Regions from separate parts of the Mus musculus genome. Here regions 2, 3, 4 and 5 are each linked to region 1. The links are chromatin contacts, called in public Hi-C, HiCAR-type and HiChIP or PLAC-seq maps. All regions are on one chromosome and are shown on one strand. Each heading gives the region's core, a stretch centred on a gene start, on an enhancer-like site or on the middle of the called end of the contact. The rest is flanking DNA. Distances are from core to core; before and after follow the strand shown. Region 1 holds the start of Cct8 (chaperonin containing Tcp1, subunit 8 (theta)). Region 2 holds the start of Jam2 (junction adhesion molecule 2). Region 3 holds the start of Atp5j (ATP synthase, H+ transporting, mitochondrial F0 complex, subunit F). Region 4 overlaps Scaf4 (SR-related CTD-associated factor 4). Region 5 holds the start of Sod1 (superoxide dismutase 1, soluble).

Region 1 (3,847 bases), core at 467-2,966:
AAATATAGCAGTGAACACTGAAGGCTAACATAACATTATTGAAAATGTCTCTCTTGAGGACTGATATTCTCAATTTTTTCCCCAAATATTTTATATGTGGCTTAGTGGACGACAAAGAGTGTAAGTGGCTCCTTGTGCTTTTCACATTCATACTGTGACATACTGAACACCCAGCAGGCCTTCACAGCTCCCCACAGGAAGAGGAGACAGCTCTGTATTACTATGAAAACACTTGCGTAGTCATGGGCCCTGAAAGGGCGTTGGAGAGCCTCGGAGGTGTCAAAACCAATCTTTGAGAACCACTGAACGTTTGCTCTGTCTTCCAATATAATTGGCTCACTTACCTTGTGTTCGGTGACAAGAAAGTATTTTCATGGTTACATTTTTTTTTCCTTTTTCTTTTCTTTTCTTTTTCTTGGATATTTTCTTTATTTACATTTCAAATGTTTTCCACTTTTCAGGTCTCCCCTTCGGAAACCCCCTATCCCATCCCCACTCCTCCTGCCTCCATGAGGGTGCTCCCCCACCCACCCACTCCCATCCTCCCACCCTGGCATTTCCCTACAAATGGTGCATTGAACACCCTAAGGCCTGAGGGCCTCTCTTCCCACTGATGTACAACAAGGCCATCCTCTGCCACATATGTGGCCAGTGCCATGGGTTGCTCCATGTTTAGTCTTTGGTTGGTTGTCCTGTCCCTGGGAGCTCTAGGGGAACTGGCCTGTTGACACTGTTGCTCCCTCCATGGGGCTCCAAACCCCTTCAGCTCCTTCAGTCCCATGGTTACATATTTAAAATGTTTAATAGAAAAAAAAATTGCAGTTGATAGTACGGTTGCAATTATGAGTCTGTCCCAATGTAAAGAAAATCTTAATTTCTCTATGTCCAACGACTCACCAAAGCGTTTCATATTTTTCTGCAAGGGCAGGAGATGCTTCCATTTTTTTGTATTTTTTTATTGTAAGAGTGTTTTACTTTCTCTATGAAGTTATTCTATTTACATAGAAATGTTTGTGAAAAAGATTCTGGGGGAGTAGAGAATATCTATATAGATATATAGATATAGATAAAGTGGTTAACTATTCCCACTTTGTAATCTGCCCATCTAGGGTAGAAATCGTCGCTGTAATATCTATTGGCCTGGTGACCTCTGCGTACCACTGAATTGTGGTTATCAACTTCCCTTCCATAAAATGGAGATTAATATTCATTCTTAAATTTGACCAATAACAAAGATAACTGCACTTAAGCAAACCGCTTAGCTCTGCTACGCACGTGCAGTCCACGCGTTGCAATCCTCCATGCTATTTCAAAGATCACCTTCGAGCCTTCAGTGCTTCCCAGTGACCAACACAGAGGATGTCCATTGGTAGTTTATAGGGGCGAGGGCGGGTGAGCTTGGAGAAGAAAAGGCTAACCTGCCCCGGTGCTGGGTCTGCAGGATTAAGTTTAAGTGAAGGATAAGACGTTGGGTGTCCGCCACCGAAATATCACAAGCCAAACGTCCTAACCAAAGTTTACTCATTAACTTAGGACAAGGGACACGAAGGGAGCATGCACGCTCTGGGTTCGGCCTGATCGTCCGCTTTGATCGGGAATCGGCAGATCAGGTCTGTCTGCTGGAACCTCTGGTTCTCGCGATATTTCAGAGACGCTGCAGGTTGAAGGGGCGGGGCGACCGGAAGTAGGGGGACGCGAGGCGGCGCCGAGGCCCATTCCCAGCAGGCAGTGCGCGGCGCCCCTTGCTTCCTCGGCGTCTCGGAGCGAGCGCGTGAGCGGTGGACTGCGGCCGAGCCATGGCGCTTCACGTCCCCAAGGCCCCGGGCTTTGCCCAGATGCTCAAGGATGGAGCCAAAGTAGGTGGCGTGGAGGGACTGTACGGTGGGAGGGTGGGTCTGCGCCTGTGGCGACCGCGACAGGCCTGCGGGCGGGCGGCCGCGCCGCGATCGGGATGGAGAAGGTTCTAGAAAGGGAAGCGTGCTCTGGATGCCGGCTCGCTGGAACTGGTGGGCATTTCTGTTATTCCCCCGGCGGCTTCGGGTTTGCATCCCAGCTCCCCACGCCCCTGTCTGCGGCATGGAGCCCACGGGCGCCGCCCTTAACGCGAGCTGGCGATGCGTTAATGAACTTGGACGGAATTGGTAACGGGTGGTTGGAGGGCCGGGGATTGTAGGATGGAGATGACACGAGTCCGGCATGGTCACTCCTGGGCCTGCCCTTGGTTGCTTCCTTCCAGACACGTCCGATCCCCACTGCTCTACTGAAAACTCTCCTCTGGACGTTCTGTTTCCTTTACCTTTTCTGAGTTGAGACCGGGCCGAAGGCTGTTAACTGTCTTTTCACTCTGACTGTCCGATGTCGTAGCCTACAGGATAAATGAAGCCCCACCCCAGATCGAATAGGCCGTAGTTTCAGGAGTGATTTTTTTTTTTTTTTTAAAGCGGTCACATTGCTTATGGAGCGATTTGTCCTGAGTTCCCCAAGCTGCCAGATAACGTTTGTTTTGTCTTTCATATTTTTACAAGTTGTAGAAATAGCGGATTCTTAGCAGTACAGAGAGGTGGTGTCCCCTTTGTAGTGATAACTGGCATACTGAATGGATGTCAGGGCTTAATGTAAGTTAGTAAGTTCTGCAAATGACACTGTTAACCTTTTGAGGGGTAGCAACAGCTTCCAGTTTCCATCTTTTCCTCCATCACTCTGGCTGAGGACATGATACATTTAAAGGATTTCTGTCACAGGCTAGCATTTCAGCACAGAGATACTTTGTGTAAATCGGTACTGATGGAGGCTATAGTGAAGACAAGTTTTTTTAAAGTACCCCCATCCCCCAAATTTAGGTTAAAAGCTAGTACTAGTAGGCTGGGATTGTAGTTTAATGGTAGATTGCTTTCTTGTGTTCAATCCCTGGAAAAGGCAGAAGGAAGAATAGTTGTTATTTAGCTAGGTGAGTAATAATCTGCCAAGTAGGAGCTATTGATTATCCCATTAGTTTACAGATAGGAAAGAGAGCCAGGCCCAGTGGGGGAAACTGAGGCTGTCTGATGACTGCCTGTGTGATCCTGGCTGTTTCTTAGAAGCATACTCAACAGAGGTATCCTGCGGTAGAAAACTCTTAACTTGGTTATCATGCCTAAGCAGACATTTTCTTTTTCAGCATTTCTCGGGATTAGAAGAGGCTGTGTATAGAAATATACAGGCCTGCAAGGAGCTTGCTCAGACTACTCGCACAGCGTACGGACCAAATGGTAATGACCAAGTTCAGGCTGTGTGGTGTGACTGTTAGCGTAGAGAGCGGGCCTCACGTGTTTTATGGTCGGTGGCATTGATGTGCCTCTCACTTTCAGTCAGGAATGCAGCTTTCTGGGAAAAGAGAAATTGGAAACGATGCTGTTACCCTGTTAGGTCCTAGGGAAGTCCAGCATCCTCACTAGTGGCCAGTACTATTGTGGAAAGGCTCAGCAGTCTGCAGAAAACAGCACGGCATCAGGAAGCTCTTCCTTCCCTTTAACCACCAGTTGAATTAGAGATGCACACAAAGAGATTACGGAAGAAACCAAATGTGTTTCTAAGCATATTGATTTTAGTGTTAATTCCTGTTTATTAAGCACGTCTTACATGCTAAGCATGTTGGTGTTTAGTCAGGGAAGCCCATGGGGCTATGATGCTGATCTAAACAGATGGTGTGTTCTGGGGCTAAACATCAGTACGGCTTCTTGCCGGAGTTTTCCTGGGTTGTTTGCAGAATATTTGAATAATAATGGAACCTTTTTTTTTTTCTTTGCAACTACTTTTAAGGAATGAATAAAATGGTCATCAATCGCCTGGAGAAGTTGTTTGTGACAAA
Region 2 (4,155 bases), core at 142-2,641, 2.7 Mb after region 1:
AGAATAATTGAACTACTATTAAGTACTGTGACTAGAACTTGAACCTCAACAATAACACATTTACCCCTCCCTAGTGAAGAAACCAACAGAACAAAAGATAACAGGGAGGGGGAGGGTGTTTATCATCATCATCAACAACAACAACAACAACAACAACAAGGACTTCCTCACTTAAAAATAGATAGTAATTTCCTACCTTTTCCTAAAAAGTTAACGCGAAGAAAACAAAAATCAAATTTCAAATCACATTAGGCCAGCACCCGCGCAAATCCTCTTTCAAAGTACCCAGAGAAACTAAACTGGCTTTGGGACGCCTCCGCAGCTATGCCAGCTGCCAGCTCGCTCATTCATCGCCTGCGCCTTTCTAACAATCCTAACAGCCAGTCCCGCTGGCTGGACATCCCCTGAGGACACGGCAGCTGGCTGGAGCGGACAGACTTCTCTAAGCCGGTTTTGCAGGCGTAAAGGCGAAAAGCTACTGGGGCTCAGCTAATTTCACCCCGCTACCGCCTCTAAAGTGCTTTACCCAGCACCTTGCCCGGGGCAGCTGGGACCGTAACCACTGATCCCTCAGCCGCAGCTACTTAAGAGTGGCCTTCGCCAACCCCGGATGCCATCTTTCTTGGGCTCTTCGCATCTTGAATACTTAGAGAGTTTTGCATTCTGATCACGTCCCGGTGTCTTTGAAAACTTCCTCGGACTTTGCAAGGAGATGAGGATCGTCTGTTTTCTTCAATTCTTAACTGCCCAGATCCAACACTATTTACAAGACGCACAGGACTTCAGTCTCCCTGCCCAGAGCCTGCCCTCATCCAGATTACCCTCCGTGCTCCCAGACTGCAAAGCCTGGCGCCCCGAGACAGACCCCCTAGCACTGAGCGCCATGCCTGCAGGCGAGGGTCCCGGAGGCTGGTATAGCCAGACCGGAGGGTGGAAAGGACTGTTACCCCAGAGACTTACAGTCCAGGGCGACGATCAAGTAGTGTAGCAGCAGCAGCATCAGGAGGCCTTGGGGGCTCCTCGCCATCTACGCGGGCGCCAGCTGGCTGCCTAGCTGAGGGTCCCCCTGCAGGAGCGCGACAGGCGGCTGGGTCTCCCAGCACTTCGCCCGGCGGCGGAGCAGAGGAGGTCCCTGAGAGGTGGAAGCAGAGGGGCGGGTCCTGTCCCGATGTCAGTCTCTCCGGTCTGGGGTGTCTCCAGCGACTGTCGTGGGGGCAGGTCTTCTGGCCCTAGGACGTGGTGTCTGGGACAGTCCTTCTTTTGAAGGGTGGAAGAGGGTTGAGGGGAGGGCGTGGACGCGGGACGCGGTGTCCGCAGGGTCCTAAGCGAGTGGCGGCAGAGGACTAGCCTCTTGAGGGAGAACCCTGCAGGTCGGCCCCCCGCCCCCAGACTGATCCGCTTTGTGTCTAGTCCCGCGCTAGGCTGCCAGCTGTCCCCAGGGCGAGGAGCTGGGGGCAGGAGGAGCGCAGCCGGGTGGGATGGGCAGGGTGTGTGTGTGTTGGGAGCGGTAGTGGCTCGGTCTGTCTCGCCATGTCTCTCCTCTTGGCGCAAAAAAACTTCCTTTTCAGTGTTTTGCCTAGCGTGGGAGATATTTTTTGGAAAATTTCTATCTAGCGGACAAAACCGCTGGCGAAGCGCTCTTAAAGTATAGGGGCATGAGCTCAGCCCCTGCCTCTAGAAAGGGGGGGTGGGGAGGGGCGGAGGGGGCGGGGGACAAAGGCATCACTCAAGTTGCAAGTCAGGTCCCAGATTTTATCATCAGGCTTAGCCTCTTCTGGCTTCAAGTCCGTCCTCCCCGTCCCCCCAACCCCTTAGAGAGTTAAGGTGTGTTCTGGGCTCTTGGCTTCTTAGTTGTCATCTGGAAGTTCATCTAACGGTGTGAAATATTTATCTTGTTTCTTCCCCGTTATGTAACTGCCGCCTGTGGAGTTTTCCACATGTTAAAACTCTACAGCTGCCCTTTTGTCAGGTTTATTTTTGGTCTCATGTGCTTTTAAAAGGGAAATCCATTATGAATGCTCCAGTGCGTGCTTTAAAATTGACCCGCACTTCGGAAGCGTGCACTTGCAAAGGCGATTTTCACATTTCCTCTCCAGAACTGATGGCTGGGGCATTCAAGAAAATTGACCCGTCTGTGTAAAGGCCGTTGTCAGGTGAAGACATTTTTTAAAATCGTTTTAAATAAAGCTAAATAATAAATAATTATGTGTAGAGGATGGCTGATTTAGTGGTGGACCACTTACAAAGAATTGAGCCAGCCTTGCGGACAAAGGCTTAAGATATACTTAGATATGCAGAGCTGTGAGGAATGAGGCATCCCCACTGTTGCCTGGGCAACAGTGATGAAAGCTTTGGCCCTCATGGGGAAGGGGAGGGGACAGAAGACCCCTGAGGGCAAGAAAAGCAAAGTTAAAAAAAAAAAAAAAAAAAAAGGCAAAAATGGAGCTGGTAGCCCAAACTCACAAACAGTAAGGGAGTAAGGGTGTCATCTAACTTAAGACTTAAGGCAAAAAAAAAAAAAAAAAAAAAAAAAGACTTAAGGCCTGTGCTCAGAGACAGGTTAAGTCAATTGTCCTTGACAATCCAATTAAAAGAGTCAAATTAGTCGTGAAAACTGAGAAGAGAAAGGGAGAGATATTGATTGATTGATTGATTGATTCGATATAGCCACATTGTAGAGTTCCAGTGAACCCCAAGTCTGTCTTTGGGGCCCTGAAGTGAGATAAAATACAGAGCCAAGGATCCACACATCCATGCAGCCCACATCTAAGCCATTGTCTGGTCTTCAGTCTCGTCCTATAGGGTGGTAAGACAGGTTCTTAGAACCACGGGAATTGTGAGTGGCCCCTCTAGATGGCGCCTCCCCCTTCTCTCGGATGAGATGCCTTGGGGAAATATCCATTGCCTTGGCATTGTTTGCTTCAGTGGTTCTGATGTTGAGAGTGAGAGACGCATGTGCCTCTTTAGAGACTGTTTAATCTGTTTTCTTAGATTAATCTGTCATTTTGTTGTTGGTGTTTTATGGGTCTGGGGTCACTCAGAGATTCACCATGACCATAAATAAATTTTAATAGAAAGAGGGTGTTTTTTGTTTTTGTTTATTTGTTTGCCAAAACAGCATCTGAGAGTGATCCCAAGACACAGCCTCTAGACAAAGCAGCCTAAGGCATACAAAGGCAAACCCCACACGATTATACCTATAGGCAGCGTCTAATTTAACATATATGTTTTGTATTGGTCCTAGTCATATTTTTTGAGCAGAGTAATCAAGTTTGATTACGAAGGCAGAAATTGAAGTTGACCTACTACTTGCTAGAACAGCAAATTTTATACGACCAGTCTCTTTAAGATTAATCTTTAATGTCTGGGAGAAGTGGGCTTGTAGGGTAGAGCCTGTACAAGCTAAGGCCTTGCATGTTAGAGGCATTTTTTTTCTTTTTTTGGTCTCTCAAGCATAGTAAATATAAACTTTAAATGTAATGTCAACCATCATAGTTGCTGTTGGTTATTTGAGACAAGCTCTCTCTATATATAGCTCTGGCTGTCCTGGAACTCACTCTGTAGACCAGGCTGACCTCGAACTCATAGAGATCTGCTTCCCTCTGTTTCCTTGTACCACCACAGCGGACCCAAAATTTTAATACATTTTTACAAGACGAAGTTGTTATAGTCCTTCTCCCTCATCTTTGCTATAACTCTGTCTTTTTTGCTCTTCCTTAAAAAAAAAATCATGAAAAAAAAAAAGACAGAGAGCTTATTCTGTGACATTCTATTTAGTCATTGACTCATTCATTAACAAGCTGGCCAAGGCATCTGTCCAATGGCTACAGTGTATCTCCAGGGAGAGCACTGAGTAAGACCAAGCTTTGCTCTTAATAAACTCACAGTCTCCAGGAGTGAGACAGTTCCATTTGTAAATATTTCTAACATCACATGATAACTGTTGGGATGGGGGCCACAACAGCTGGCTTTATTTTATGCTTTCGTAATGGTAGAGTTTAAAAGTAGCAATACTTAATCTTCCCCAAAGGAGGAAATGTTAGCATTCCCACTTTACAGATGAGGAAAACTGGGCTGAGAGGTGCCCCGTGGCTCACCCAAAGTCAAGGAAAAGGGGATGGTCTCCCTGATGGGCATGAGGTCAGGGCTGTATTT
Region 3 (3,863 bases), core at 1,017-3,516, 2.7 Mb after region 1:
TAACTGGACTACCAGTTGGGCCTCAGTGGAGAGGGCAGGCTTAGGCCTACTGTGACTGGATGTCCTAGGATGGATACTGAAGGGGGGCCTTCCCCTTCGAAGGAGTAATGGGGTGAGGGGGAGGACAGGGAGGGAGACAATTGGGATATAAAGTGAATGAATTCATTAATTTTTTAAAAAGTTAAAAACTGAGCCAGAAGGCAGTGGTCCATGCCTTTAATCCCACCACTTGGGAGGCAGTGGGAGGTGCATCAGCGTTCAAGGCCAGCCAAACACAGGAAAACCCTGTCTGAAATCCCCTCACTCCCCCAAAAAACCTCCTTCTGGGGAAGAGCATGAGAGTTCTCAAAACTACCATTCCTCTTTTCGGTCCTGTAGGTTTGTTGTACAGTTGCCAGAGACTCAGATGAATCCAGTACTTGGCCCCCCTGGGCTCCTCAACCTTACTACCGCACTCAGTACTTACTGAACTGACTCAGTCACGACTATGTATCCCCAAGTTACGCGTCTGTACTTGTAGCAAAGATAAAATGGACGTAAATCCAGTTGGCATCCAGGTAGTAATACAAATACAAAAGAAAGAAAAAAGAAGTGCTAAAAAAATGGCCAGTGTTTAGTGGCATGGGGTACCTAAGAATGTGAGGGGGATCTATATAAATGTTTTCCTCTTGCCAGCAGTCAGTCCTGTCATTAGCTCAATCTACCTGTTTTAAAAAAATTGAGGTGGGGAGGCCAAGAAAGGGGTCAACATTTGAAATGTAAATAAATAAAATAACCAATTAAAAAATGCACTTATTTTGCTAGGCAAGGTAGTGCACACCTTTAATGCCGGCGCTCAGAAAATAGAGGCAGATAGGCCTCTAAACTCTAGGCCGGTCTAATCTACATAGCAAGTTCAAGGTCAGCCAGGCTAGAAAGTGACACCCAACACAAACTTACACGTACCCAGACACCACTTATAAGGTGCGCATGCGCACTTGTGGAGGTCAGAGAGCAGACAGTTCTCTCCTCCTTCCATCTGGATTCCAGAGGCTGAACAGTCTGGCTCGGCAGCAAGTGCCTTTACCTGTCGAACCATCTCACTGGCCTACCTAAGGATTTAGTTTCAAATGACTGTTTGTCATCGTGAAACGATGCGCTGGCACCATTCTCTATGCTGTGGACCCTAAGGGTGGAATCCCCTAAACTCCATCGTTGTGTTCACTGCACTACACCAACCCCCAAAAAAGGTCGGGGGGAGGAGTGGGGGAAGTTGGCAAGGTACAGTAACTTTCACTGACATCTTCGGGAAAGACGCAGAAAGTCATCCTATGCATTAGAACGATTGCACCGATGCGACTCTAGGACAGTTCCAGAAGGGCAATCGGTACTGCTAGTGCGGGGATGGCTGACTCGGGTGACAGACAGGTCTGGCATCTTCCCGAGAGACCCGGGAGCGCCCGGGGCTGTGCGCTCGGCCAGCGCGCCGAGCCTGGACCGCGCCCGTGCGACGGGCGACTCCGCCGCGTCCCGCAACGCGGCCCGGGCCACGCCGCTCCCCGCGCCCCTCCCCTCGGCTTCCCGCACAGCCTCTCCCGCCCCTCCCCACCAGGCTCCCTCAAGTCTCCACGAACGGAAATGGGAGTCGCAGCGCCGGGGACCCAGCGGAAACAAAACACAGAGGCGGCCGCGGGGGGGGACAAGCCCCGGAACCAGGCCGCCCGCGCGGGCCCGCGCTCCCCGCCAGCCCGCGTCCGCAACTCACCAGCTCCGGAATTCGTCCCGTGGCCCTAGCCCGCGCTTCCACAGCCGGCTGGGAACGGCGGCGGCGCGGGCTCCAGGTACAGCGCCTCTCCGGGCGAGCCGCGCCGCTCCCGCGAGTAGCAGGGTAAGGTCCCGGGGCCCTTCCCGTGGAATCGGCGCTAAGGAACCCCAGCCCCTCTCCCGCCTCCCAGGCACCCCCGGGCCTGGAACTACAACTCCCAGCAGGCTGCGCGGCCCGAAACGCCCGCGACGACGGGGCTCACGAGGCACAAACGCCCCCCAGCCGCTTTGGTTTTTTGTTTTGTTTTGGTTTTGGTTTTTACGCGCTCCTTTGTACCCCCACCCTACATCCACCTCCCCAACCCCAAGGATCGGGACGCTGACTCCGAAGGGAGCTTGAACTAGGGGACAGGCCAGAATACGCATGCGTACAGTGCAGTGTCTCCAAGAGGGAAAAGGGGGTGAAGTTAAAGTGTAGGAAAGATGGCGGAGTCTTAGCTGAGGGACCCGGAAGCACTTACCCTCCACTTCCTCCTCCTGTTTGGCTTCTGTCTCACCTAGAGGCGTCCGGTCGCAGACTCCCTTCGAGGCGCTTCCTGTCCGGTGAGCGTCGAACGACTGAAGCCGCGGCCCATAGTGCCTTGCGATGGCGGGTAGGCGTGTGTAGGCGGAGCCAGGGCCGGAAGTAGAACGGTGGCGGCGGCGGTGACTCTGGCAGCTCGGGACTCAGTGCAAGGTGACTGGGAGGGTAACTGGGCTAGCTCGGCCTCCTGGGACTGAGCTTCTGGGTTTCTTCACGAGGAGAGAGGGCTGCCCGTCACCTTTGCCCTGGGAGTAGAGCGCAGCCCCGTGTCCTTGGCACCGTCCTGGCCTGGCCTGGGGTCACAGGTGACCTCGGCCCTGCTGGGTATTCAGATTTGCCTTACGCTCACTAAATAAGACCGTGAATGCTCTCCTGGGAGCAGAGCGGGCCGACTCGAAAAGCAGAAAAGACGGGGTGGTGAGCCTGCAGCCCGCCTGGGGCAGCCCAAGGTCACGGCGCGCCACAGGCTTGTGAATAATGCAGGCGGCGATCGAGCCTCCTAAGACAGGAAAGGGCGATGGTGATATCCTAAAAGTTTTATATCCAATCTAGAAGTCATGCTTTGTCGATTGACTTTATGATTAGATACTCACGAGCAGCAAAGGGACTAGCCTTCGGCTAGGCTGGTCAGTCAACCGCTATAAATAGGAGAGCCGTGCGCCTTCCCAAAGCTACACCTCTGGGTTTGAACTTTGATTACCCCACCCCCACCCCCACCATGCTTTCCCCAATATTGTTACTATCAGACCTCTAACAAGCAGCAAGCTAGTGCAGGATATTAATTCAGTACGGAATTTGTCCCAAATGGTGTTCTACACTTAGGATGCCATTTGTCTTCCGTGTGATCATGAACAGATCGCATTCTCTATTTAATCTGAAAAAGTGAAAGGCAGTGAAGGAGAAACAACAAGTAGTTTTGGTAAGAGAGAATGTGGTCACTGTTAGAACGATTGAGTAGGACTTAGGAGGTGAGTATACATGTATGTTTGGGGTTCAGAGAGTACGCTAAATTAGACGTGGGGATTGGAAATCATTGTTTGGGATGGTGCGTTATTGAAAGTGAAAATGTATTTTCCCTGTCTTGTAGAAGAAATGACCGTCTTGGCAGTTAGATTGGGAGCAGGTTGACTGTGGAATGTTAGGTAAACAACCTTCTTTAGACATATTTTTTTTAATCACCTATAAGCAAGACTGAAAGAAGCACCTTCCCCTAACACTTAGAGAGTATTTCCTAAGTGGACAATATGGAAGTATTTTACAGTATTTTTAGGGCTAAAGAATTCTTGATACCTTACTAATTATGTCTTAAGTGTGTTCCTAGATTTCCAGGATGAATCAAGTGTGGTGTTCTTATTATAAAGTCTTGTCTACTTGCCTGTAGCTCTTTCGCCTGTATAATTCTCTGGTAGAGTATGAATGGCATTGATTTCCTCAAATGTTTTATTTTTATCGGGATCGGTGAATGAAAACTCGTGCTTATTTGATTTTTTTTTCAGCAGTACTAAATGTTATACCAGGTTTGTTGAAGTTGGTACTA
Region 4 (4,140 bases), core at 1,392-3,891, 2.8 Mb before region 1:
GGCTTATGTAACAAACATCCCTACCCATTGAGCCATCCTGCCAGCTCTGCTTTTGAATTCTTTTTAAGTATTGTTAAATATGAGAATTTATCTTGTGATAAATTACCAAACTGAAGGTTTTTGGTAATATTGTGCATTTGCATTATGACATGCATTCACAGCACTTTTCTATATTTCAGTCCTCATAAGCCAGCTATGGGGGAAAAGTCAAGACTTGGCCTATGTTACTGAAGATCACATTTTAGTCAATGGCACAGTTTAGAGATAGCATTGCTTAGTTTTGGCTCTGTTTCTGTCCCTGGTGAAATAACCTCATGTCTTCATACATGGAGACTGATCAGTTAAGAAAGGACATTGGCCTTGAAGAAGAGTGGGTAGTTTTGTTTAGATGAATTTCTTTCTCAAGATGTTTTATTTATGTATATAAGTACACCATCGCTGTCTTCAGACACACCTGAAGAGGGCGTCAGATCACATTGCAGATGGTTGTGAGCCACCATGTGGTTGCTGGGAATTGAACTCAGGACCTTTGGAAGAGCAGTCAGTGCTCTTAACCTCTGAGCCATCTCTCCAGCCCAAGATTTTTTAAAGTTGTTGATTGTGAACTATTTCTGATAGCTCTTTGAGTTAATTGCTAATTTTTTTAAGTTGACAATTTCAGTGTTTTGAATTGTAGAAAATATAAAAATGTATAAACTAATTTTATGTTCTTTTTCAGCTTTATAAGCACGTTGTTCAAATAGTAGAAAAGTTCATCAAAAAGGTAACTATTGCATTCCTGCATGTTTATGATAAGCAGTTATTTATATATGTGAATTGAAATTTGAATGCATGCTTCTAAAAAACACTCTAGAAAAAAAGCAGTTATTGGGGTTGGAACCATGGCTCAACCAGGTGAGTGCAGTGGAACCTCTTCCAGAAGACCTGGGCTCCATGCCCAGCACCCACAAGGGCCGCTGACACTCTTCCAGAACTGCAGGGTGAGGGAGTCTTTGCCTTCTTTGGGCTCTGGGCACCAGATATGCACATGGTACACATATATACATAAACAGACAAAACACGCATATATGATACATGTTTTGTTTTTAAGATTTATTTGTTTCTATATGTGGGCACACTGTCACTGTCTTCAGACACACCAGAAGAGGGCATCAGATCCCATTACAGATGGTTGTGAGCCACCATGTGATTGCTGGGACTTGAACTCGGGACCTCTGGAAGAGCAGCCAGTGCTCTTAACCACTGAGCCATCTCTCCAGTCCACAGTAACTGTTTTTTTTAAAAAATATTTACTGAATTTCTTTTAAGCACTGAGAAGTTTTAAAAGGTATTTTTCCCATATTTCTGCCGTTCATTGAGTATTGGTGAGAGGTTGGTGCTGGGCTCTGTCATAGCTGAGAATAGTGTTGGTCCCAGCCCTAAGAGCCTGCCATTCTATACTCTGCCTCATCTGCTCTGTTGACATTTGATTTTCAGGTCAGTTTTTCAGGTGAAGTTACTTTTTATTTTCCCTGACTTTTCTCTGTTACCATCATCATTAAGCTGTCTTTAGTTGTGTGTTGTCTTAAAGTAAGTGTGTGTGTGTATGTGTGTGTGTGTGTGTGTATGAATGATTAGCATGTCTTTTTCAGGAGTGAACTGAGAGTGGTCTTAGGTTTTTTTATTTGTTTGGTTTTGGTTTTATTGTTGTCTTGAGACAGGGTTTCTCTGTGTAGCCCTGGCTGTCCTGGAACTCACTCTGTAGACCAGGCTGACCTCGAACTCGGAAATCCGCCTGCCTCTGCCTTCCAAGTGCTGGGATTAAAGGCTTGCGCCATCACGCCCAACTAAGGCTTTATTTTTGTTGCTGAATTGCTTGCCTTCCACAAAGGGCTATGTCTTTTCCTATATAAATGCCTGTTTTTCTAATACTTGGTTGGTTGTTTCCTTTGTCAAATTTATAGACCCAAATGACTCTTCCTCTTACTTTTTATTTCTCTGGTACATATTTTGTTTGTTTTTGGTTTTTTTGAGACAGGGTCTCTCTGTACAGCCCTGGCTGTCCTGGAACTCACTCTGTAGACCAGGCTGGCCTCGAAGTCTCTGGTACATATTTTAACAGAAGTAAAACTAGCATGTTTAAAAGTATGTTTTAGTAACTTCAGGAAGTTATTCAAGACTCAGAATGACTGAATTGTAGGAAAGTGGGTTGGTAAAGTGGCTCTGGAAAGTTTTGGAAGTGAAGTCAAGGATTTGGGGAAACAAAGTCCTGAGAGCTACTTTGAAGTAACAAAGAGTGTCACTATTGACAGATGTGACACTGACAGCCAGATAGAGAGATGGCTGGAGCACGTGAGCAGCTGCTGCACAGTGCGCAGTGCATGTGGCGAGCTGCGAGCTGATGTGTGACATAGTGGGTGGTGGATGTGCTTGGGCTTTGTCGTTACTTTTCCTTTCCTTCCCTTTCCCTCTTTCTTTTCTTTCTCCCTTTCTAATTCCAGACAGTTTTACTCTGTAGCCCTGGATGGGCAGGAACTCACTAAGTAGACCAGATTGGGTCAGATTCACCTCTGGAATACTGGGCATGGAGGCATACACCATTGCACCTCCTGATTCCACTTTCCTTGGTCTAAGCTTGTCTCCTCCCCTTTGCAGTGTAAGCCAGAATATAAGGTTCCAGGCCTGTATGTCATCGACTCCATCGTGAGACAGTCTCGGCACCAGTTTGGAACTGATAAAGATGTTTTTGGGCCAAGATTCTCTAAAAATATAACTGCTACATTCCAGTATTTATATCTTTGTCCATCTGAAGATAAGGTATGGTTAAAACGTAACAAGCTAACATTTTGCATTTTGTCCAGCTTATTTCCTCTTTATATTTCTCACACAATGCTTACGTTCACGTTGTTGACACTTGTTATTTATGTTACTGGGTGATATCTTCATGTACTGATCTTGAATTGTAAGGTCAGTTTTTTCTACGGTGGTCATTTCCTATTCTTGCTTATATGTGAAATGGAGAAGTCACTTGGCCTCTGTACAAGGACTTTTATAATGTTGAATCATAGAAGGAGCCAGAGTTATAGATCCTGAGCAGAGCAGAGCAGAGCTTGCTGGCGAGTGAGGAGTGCCTTACCTCTGTGCATGGGAAGCCTCTTCTAAACGGCGTGGTAACAACAGCCAACAGCTAGGCGCTGTACACTACACATTTCATGTTACATATCCTGCAGTTAAAAGAAACTAGCAAAGGTTGTTCAGGAAGCATTATCTTTCCTTAAAGAACATATTGCTAGTGGGCATGGAGACACATATCCTTTGATCTCAGCACTTAGTGGGCAGATTGCTAATAACAGCAAGCTGAAGCTACAGAAGGAAGACAGACAACAACTCTGTGTGAGAGAAAATACTCACCAGGGTTTTGCATACTCTAGAAGACCCAGATTTGTTCTTCCCCAACATTCACACATGCAAGTGATTAATCTGCAGTAAGACTGCAACACACACATACATACACACACACACCACACACACATATACACCACACACACACATACACACACCACACACACACCACACACACACACCACACACACACCACACACCATACACACACACACACCACACACACAGTTTCACTGAAAGAAAGAAGGAACGAACATGAACGATACATGCATTCTAAATAGGTGGGAATTCACAGTAAACATCACTAACACTAACTTAACCTGCTGCTTTAGTTTCTCTTAATTCTTAAAGAAGTTATGTAACAGAAAAGGGAACTTGGTTTGGTCAAACCAGAGAGAGAGGGAAAGTGCCCGTGTCTGAGAGTAGCGACATTTGCATGAGGAGAGGCGTTGTGGGTTTGCAGAGTCTGTATAAGAGCATTAGAAATGGTTCTTGACGTGTTTACCTTCCTTTGTATTTGCTAGCTGTGTATTCTGTTTATATTCCTTTTCATTGGATCATACCACCGAGAAAAGGTTAATTTGAGTTTAACTGGGTAATAGTTCTGGTGGATTTTTTCCCTTATGAAACAGTAATTCTCTTTAAAATCAGATATGATACATTATTTCTATAAATATTTATTGTATGTTCATTTTCTTACATATAACAGAGTAAAATAGTTCGTGTGCTAAATCTTTGGCAAAAAAATGGAGTGTTCAA
Region 5 (4,002 bases), core at 1,380-3,879, 2.7 Mb before region 1:
CAAATTCAGATCATTACTCCAATATGGTAAAAGTTCACTAACTGCAATTTAAGCCACTACTTTTTACTGACTTGATTCTAATCCCAAATAGAGAAAATAAATCTTACTTAAGCATTTATATTGAATCTTCAGTTTTTGTCACTTCTGTCCCGCTATGCCTCTCATGCTAAGGCATGGTTGTCCTTAGACACTCTGCCTAATGCATCCATCCTCAACGCCCAGCTCCAAACACCCAAATAAGCACCCAATAAACACCCAGAATAAGCAAGGTGCTGCTTAATTATAATTACAATGAAGAAAAATCACCTTCTTTACCTTCCCACACTTAAGGAAGCAAGCAATACTTGATACTAAATAAAATACTTTTGTGGCTACTTTCCAAGGTTGACCTAAGTGGTCATTTTAACTTTATCTAAAAGAAAAAGAAAACAAACGAGATAGTTTTAAATGGTTAGTAATTGGGTCCTGACTCAGTTCCTTTCCATCACTGGTCACTAGCCAGCCTAGGACCTACCTTGTGTATTGTCCCCATACTGATGGACGTGGAACCCATGCTGGCCTTCAGTTAATCCTGTAATTTGTCCTGACAACACAACTGGTTCACCGCTTGCCTTGATTTAAAAAAATACAAAAATGAAGACATCAAGTTTGAGTGTAAATACTCCTGCACCAGGGCTGTTGCTGGGTTACACCCTAACCAAGCACAGTAAAAAGCTCAAGTCAAAACACACAACAGTGAAAATCAAACCTATGTTCAGATCCAAGTAGACCCACTTCCTACAGGGTGGCTCTGGAGACGCTCAGCTCTAGGCCTCTCTCTCCCTGTCACACTTCTCCTAACACTTGCTGCCAGATGCCATGTGTGCAGGCACCTGGACTGAACAGCATTTAGAAAGCACCAGGTGGAACAAACAGGGGCTACTGAATGCCAGGCCTGGGGAAGAGATGGCTACTGCACTGTCAGACTTGACTCTTACAGAACACTGGCTGCCGAGAACCCTGTTCTCCACATTCAGTGATTTTATCAGTTCCCCTATTTTTATTTAGTGGTCAGAAAATGCCTTTGTCCTACTGCCTGTGGAGATCCATTTGGGTCTAACCAGAGCTACCTTAAAAAAAAAATCTCATTAGCTATCCAAATCTAGAAAATTTGCCACTTAACAAAAAAGAAAAGAACACCCAAAATTCAAATTAGTACTGCTCCAGAAAGTGTAGCAATAGGGAGAAAATGTAAGAGCAACCGACCAACAAGCAAGGACAATCATTTTTTAGGTTTTTTTTTTTTTAAATGTCCAACTTTTGCAACAGAATAAGGGAATATGAACTTTGGGTAGAAAAATCTGATTCTGAAAAGTTGGCAACAGGTTAAATCAACCAGCTTTGATTACAACTGCCAATCTGGAATGCTTAACTATCGTTTCATTGGGTACAAAGGGCACCAGCGATGTGTAGTTTGCAGCGTCACAAAAATAGTGCGAGCTGCTCTGGCATGGCATGGTGGAAGATGACAGAAACCCACACACAGGGGTAAGACCCAGCCGAACTTCGTCTTTCTCACAGTGAATTACGTGGGGAGGAGAAAAAGACAAAAACAAAAAACTTCCACAGGAAAACAACAAAACGCATTTCAATGCCAAGAAACTGCTGGAAACGAGGCTAGTTACGAAAAACTCTAAATTGCCGTTATCAGTTCTCGTCGTAAACCAAACACTTGGGATTCACTATGGTGTCTGCCTTCTCACACGTATGTCCACCACTTCAGAGAGCACATAACGCTCATTTATCAAATATTCTCTCGGGATTAAGGTGAATACAACAACGGTAACCTCCCTAAGGCTCTGGACACAACCTTACCACACACATCTTCCCTGTGACGCATGTGTTTTTGCAGGGTCACAGTATTTTCGAAAATATCTCTATGTACTTTTCCAAAATGTGCTCAGAAACTCGCTGTGGTAGAAAAAACCCACAGCCGGGTCTCTCTCTGGAGTGCAAAGCAAGGGACGGCTGTCCAAGGCCATCTCTTTCTTTCCGCCTTGCGACACGACCCTGACCTAGTACAGAACAGCCCAGGACTTTGCTTTAAAGTGCCGCAAACGCGTCCTGCGGCCTTAGTCCGGTCTGGCACCACCGGGTTCAAATATTCTTACAACAATCGCAGCCGGTGGCCACGGGGCTCTGAGCCTGTGGGACACGGACACCGGAAAAGCAGCAGCCCCAGAAGGATAACGGATGCCAAGCCGGCTCTCCCGGGCAGGCCCAGCCGCTCCGGGGCGCGGGGAGGCCCCCGCCCGCCCGGAAGGCCCCGCGGCGCCCCGGGCCTCGCTTCCCGGCGCCCAGCCCCTGCCCCAGGCCACGGTGACTCAGCACTTAGCGGGCTCAGGCCGTGGCGGGGGCGTGGCGTGCTCCCGCACAGGTGCGCCGCGTCACCGCGGCCTGCGCCCCGCGCCCCGGGCCTTGCCTTCTGCTCGAAGTGGATGGTTCCCTGCACCGGACCGTCGCCCTTCAGCACGCACACCGCTTTCATCGCCATGCTTCCCCGGGAGACGCGCGGCGGCCTCCTCCGGAGGGACCAGAGAGAGCAAGACGAGAAGCCGACGGACGGAAGGCGCCGCAGGAAAGGACCGCGCAAAAAAACGAGGCCCTGGCGCCACGGAGCTTTTATAGGCCTGAGTCTGACCACGCCCACCTTGGCACGGAACCAATCGCTACCCGCGGCCTCCGCCCGCCCTTCGTGGAGCTCCCTGGCCGCGGGGCACGCTGGGGGCGGGGCGGAGGGTAGCTCCGGCTCCTGGAGCGTGCGGACTGAGAAAGTTCCCGAGGAGCCTGAGCGGGGAAAGTCGCTATTGTCTTCTAACTGTGACGTCGGCCGAGTCGCCGCGGAAACCGAGAACACGAGGCCCGCGTGCGCGCCTGGAAGGTCTGAACCCACTGTGTCTGGAAATGCGGATTGTCACTGACTTTGCACAGCGCGCCTCGGTTGCAGTGTGAAAGTTGAGATGCGCCAAGATGGATGCCCAGTGTCATTTCCAGCTTTATTTTCTCATGATGTCTAAAATGTGTAAAGCCCATGTTCTATCTCTAGACACACCCCCGTTTCTTACTTATTTTTTACTTCTTTTATTTTTGTTACTAGAGCTGGAGATTAGACAGTCCCCACCCCCCACCCCGCCCCCTGCATGACAGACAAGTGCTCTGCCAGTTAAGACACACACACACACACACACACACACACACACACGCAAAACACAAGAAAATCAAGAGGAAGGAAGACCAACGTGTGGATACTTCATTCCTCCTTAAAATAACGAACAAAATACCCATGGACGGAGTTACAGAGACACAGTTTGGAGCTGAGACAAAAGGATGGACCATCCAGAGACTGCCCCACCTGGAGATCCGTGCCATAATCAGCCACCAAATGCAGACACTATTGCGTATGCCAGCAAGATTTTGCTGAAAGGACCCTGATATAGCTGTCTCGTGTAAGGCTTTGCCAGTGCCTGGCAAATACAGAAGTGGATGTTCACAGTCATCTATTGGATGGAACACAGGGCCCCTAATGGAGGAGCTAGAGAAAGTACCCAAGGAGCTGAAGGGGTCTACAACCCTATAGGTGGAACAACAATATGAACTACCCAGTACCTCCGGAGCTCGTGTTTCTAGCTGCATATGTAGCAGAAGATGGCCAACTCGACAATCACTGGGAGGAGAGGCCCTTGGTCTTGCAAATTTATATGCCTCAGTACAGTGGAATGCCAGGGCCAAGAAGTGGGAGTGGGTGGGGAGGGGAGCAGGGGGGCGTGGTATAGGGGACTCCCCAGATAGCATTTGAAATGTAAATGAAGAAAATAATAAAAATTTGAAAAAAAAAAAGACACACATACCTTTTTAAAAATATCACACTGTGTACCTTTGGCTCTCATGGAACTCATTGTGTAGAACAGACAGGCTGACCTTGAACTCACAGAGATCTCCCTGGCCTCTGCCTCTCAGTTGCTG

What was found. A called contact is a pair of places that touch in the nucleus more often than the background predicts. HiCAR-type assays count read pairs that join an accessible place to other places. HiChIP or PLAC-seq counts read pairs in DNA pulled down with a chosen protein or histone mark.
Region 2: a HiCAR-type map of astrocytes shows a contact between it and region 1, with 5 times the contacts expected there. The contact joins the promoter of Jam2 here to the promoter of Cct8 in region 1. A contact is called at or near these places in 2 of 39 promoter capture datasets (hippocampal neurons and liver) and 5 of 115 datasets of contacts at active chromatin or transcription factors (astrocytes, embryonic stem cells and stem cell-derived neural progenitor cells).
Region 3: a contact with region 1 is called in a Hi-C map of trophoblast stem cells, with 13 times the contacts expected there. The contact joins the promoter of Atp5j here to the promoter of Cct8 in region 1. A contact is called at or near these places in 4 of 39 promoter capture datasets (embryonic stem cells, hippocampal neurons, liver and 1 more), 32 of 484 Hi-C or Micro-C datasets (CD4 T cells, CD8 T cells, the G1E-ER4 cell line and 18 more), 17 of 115 datasets of contacts at active chromatin or transcription factors (astrocytes, differentiating embryonic stem cells, embryonic hindbrain and 7 more) and 4 of 9 other capture datasets (adipose tissue, embryonic stem cells, liver and 1 more).
Region 4: an H3K27ac HiChIP or PLAC-seq map of extraembryonic endoderm stem cells shows a contact between it and region 1, with 6 times the contacts expected there. The contact joins the enhancer-like site here to the promoter of Cct8 in region 1. A contact is called at or near these places in 4 of 484 Hi-C or Micro-C datasets (the G1E-ER4 cell line, embryonic stem cells and pancreatic cancer cells), 8 of 115 datasets of contacts at active chromatin or transcription factors (embryonic forebrain, embryonic hindbrain, embryonic stem cells and 3 more) and 2 of 9 other capture datasets (adipose tissue and embryonic stem cells).
Region 5: a HiCAR-type map of astrocytes shows a contact between it and region 1, with 8 times the contacts expected there. The contact joins the promoter of Sod1 here to the promoter of Cct8 in region 1. A contact is called at or near these places in 6 of 39 promoter capture datasets (the 3T3-L1 cell line, the C10 cell line, embryonic stem cells and 3 more), 8 of 484 Hi-C or Micro-C datasets (B cells, CD4 T cells, the G1E-ER4 cell line and 2 more), 11 of 115 datasets of contacts at active chromatin or transcription factors (astrocytes, embryonic forebrain, embryonic hindbrain and 7 more) and 2 of 9 other capture datasets (adipose tissue and embryonic stem cells).

What each region holds. Positions count from the first base shown.
Region 1 is chr16:87,493,738-87,497,584 of GRCm38.p6, reverse strand. It overlaps Cct8 (chaperonin containing Tcp1, subunit 8 (theta)), which reads left to right and starts at 1,716. Exons shown (of 15, transcript NM_009840.3): 1 at 1,716-1,856; 2 at 3,158-3,248; 3 at 3,799-3,847. The coding sequence starts at 1,797. It overlaps B130034C11Rik (RIKEN cDNA B130034C11 gene), which reads right to left and starts at 1,512. Exons shown (of 3, transcript NR_040375.1): 1 at 1,276-1,512.
Region 2 is chr16:84,771,359-84,775,513 of GRCm38.p6, reverse strand. Jam2 (junction adhesion molecule 2) reads right to left here and starts at 1,391. Exons shown (of 10, transcript NM_023844.5): 1 at 961-1,391. The coding sequence starts at 1,027.
Region 3 is chr16:84,833,425-84,837,287 of GRCm38.p6, reverse strand. It overlaps Atp5j (ATP synthase, H+ transporting, mitochondrial F0 complex, subunit F), which reads left to right and starts at 2,266. Exons shown (of 4, transcript NM_001302214.1): 1 at 2,266-2,479. Gabpa (GA repeat binding protein, alpha) reads right to left here and starts at 2,164. Exons shown (of 10, transcript NM_008065.2): 1 at 1,745-2,164.
Region 4 is chr16:90,258,797-90,262,936 of GRCm38.p6, reverse strand. Scaf4 (SR-related CTD-associated factor 4) reads left to right here. Exons shown (of 20, transcript NM_178923.4): 3 at 719-763; 4 at 2,635-2,796; 5 at 4,091-4,140. Among named protein-coding and RNA genes, the nearest start is that of Scaf4, 24 kb to the left of the region's middle. Within about 2 kb of position 2,641, at least 3 of the 459 cell types and tissues checked have an H3K27ac peak or open chromatin away from gene starts, as enhancers often do. A contact at or near this core is called in extraembryonic endoderm stem cells, where this site is marked.
Region 5 is chr16:90,219,389-90,223,390 of GRCm38.p6, reverse strand. Sod1 (superoxide dismutase 1, soluble) reads right to left here and starts at 2,629. Exons shown (of 5, transcript NM_011434.2): 1 at 2,462-2,629; 2 at 515-611. The coding sequence starts at 2,533.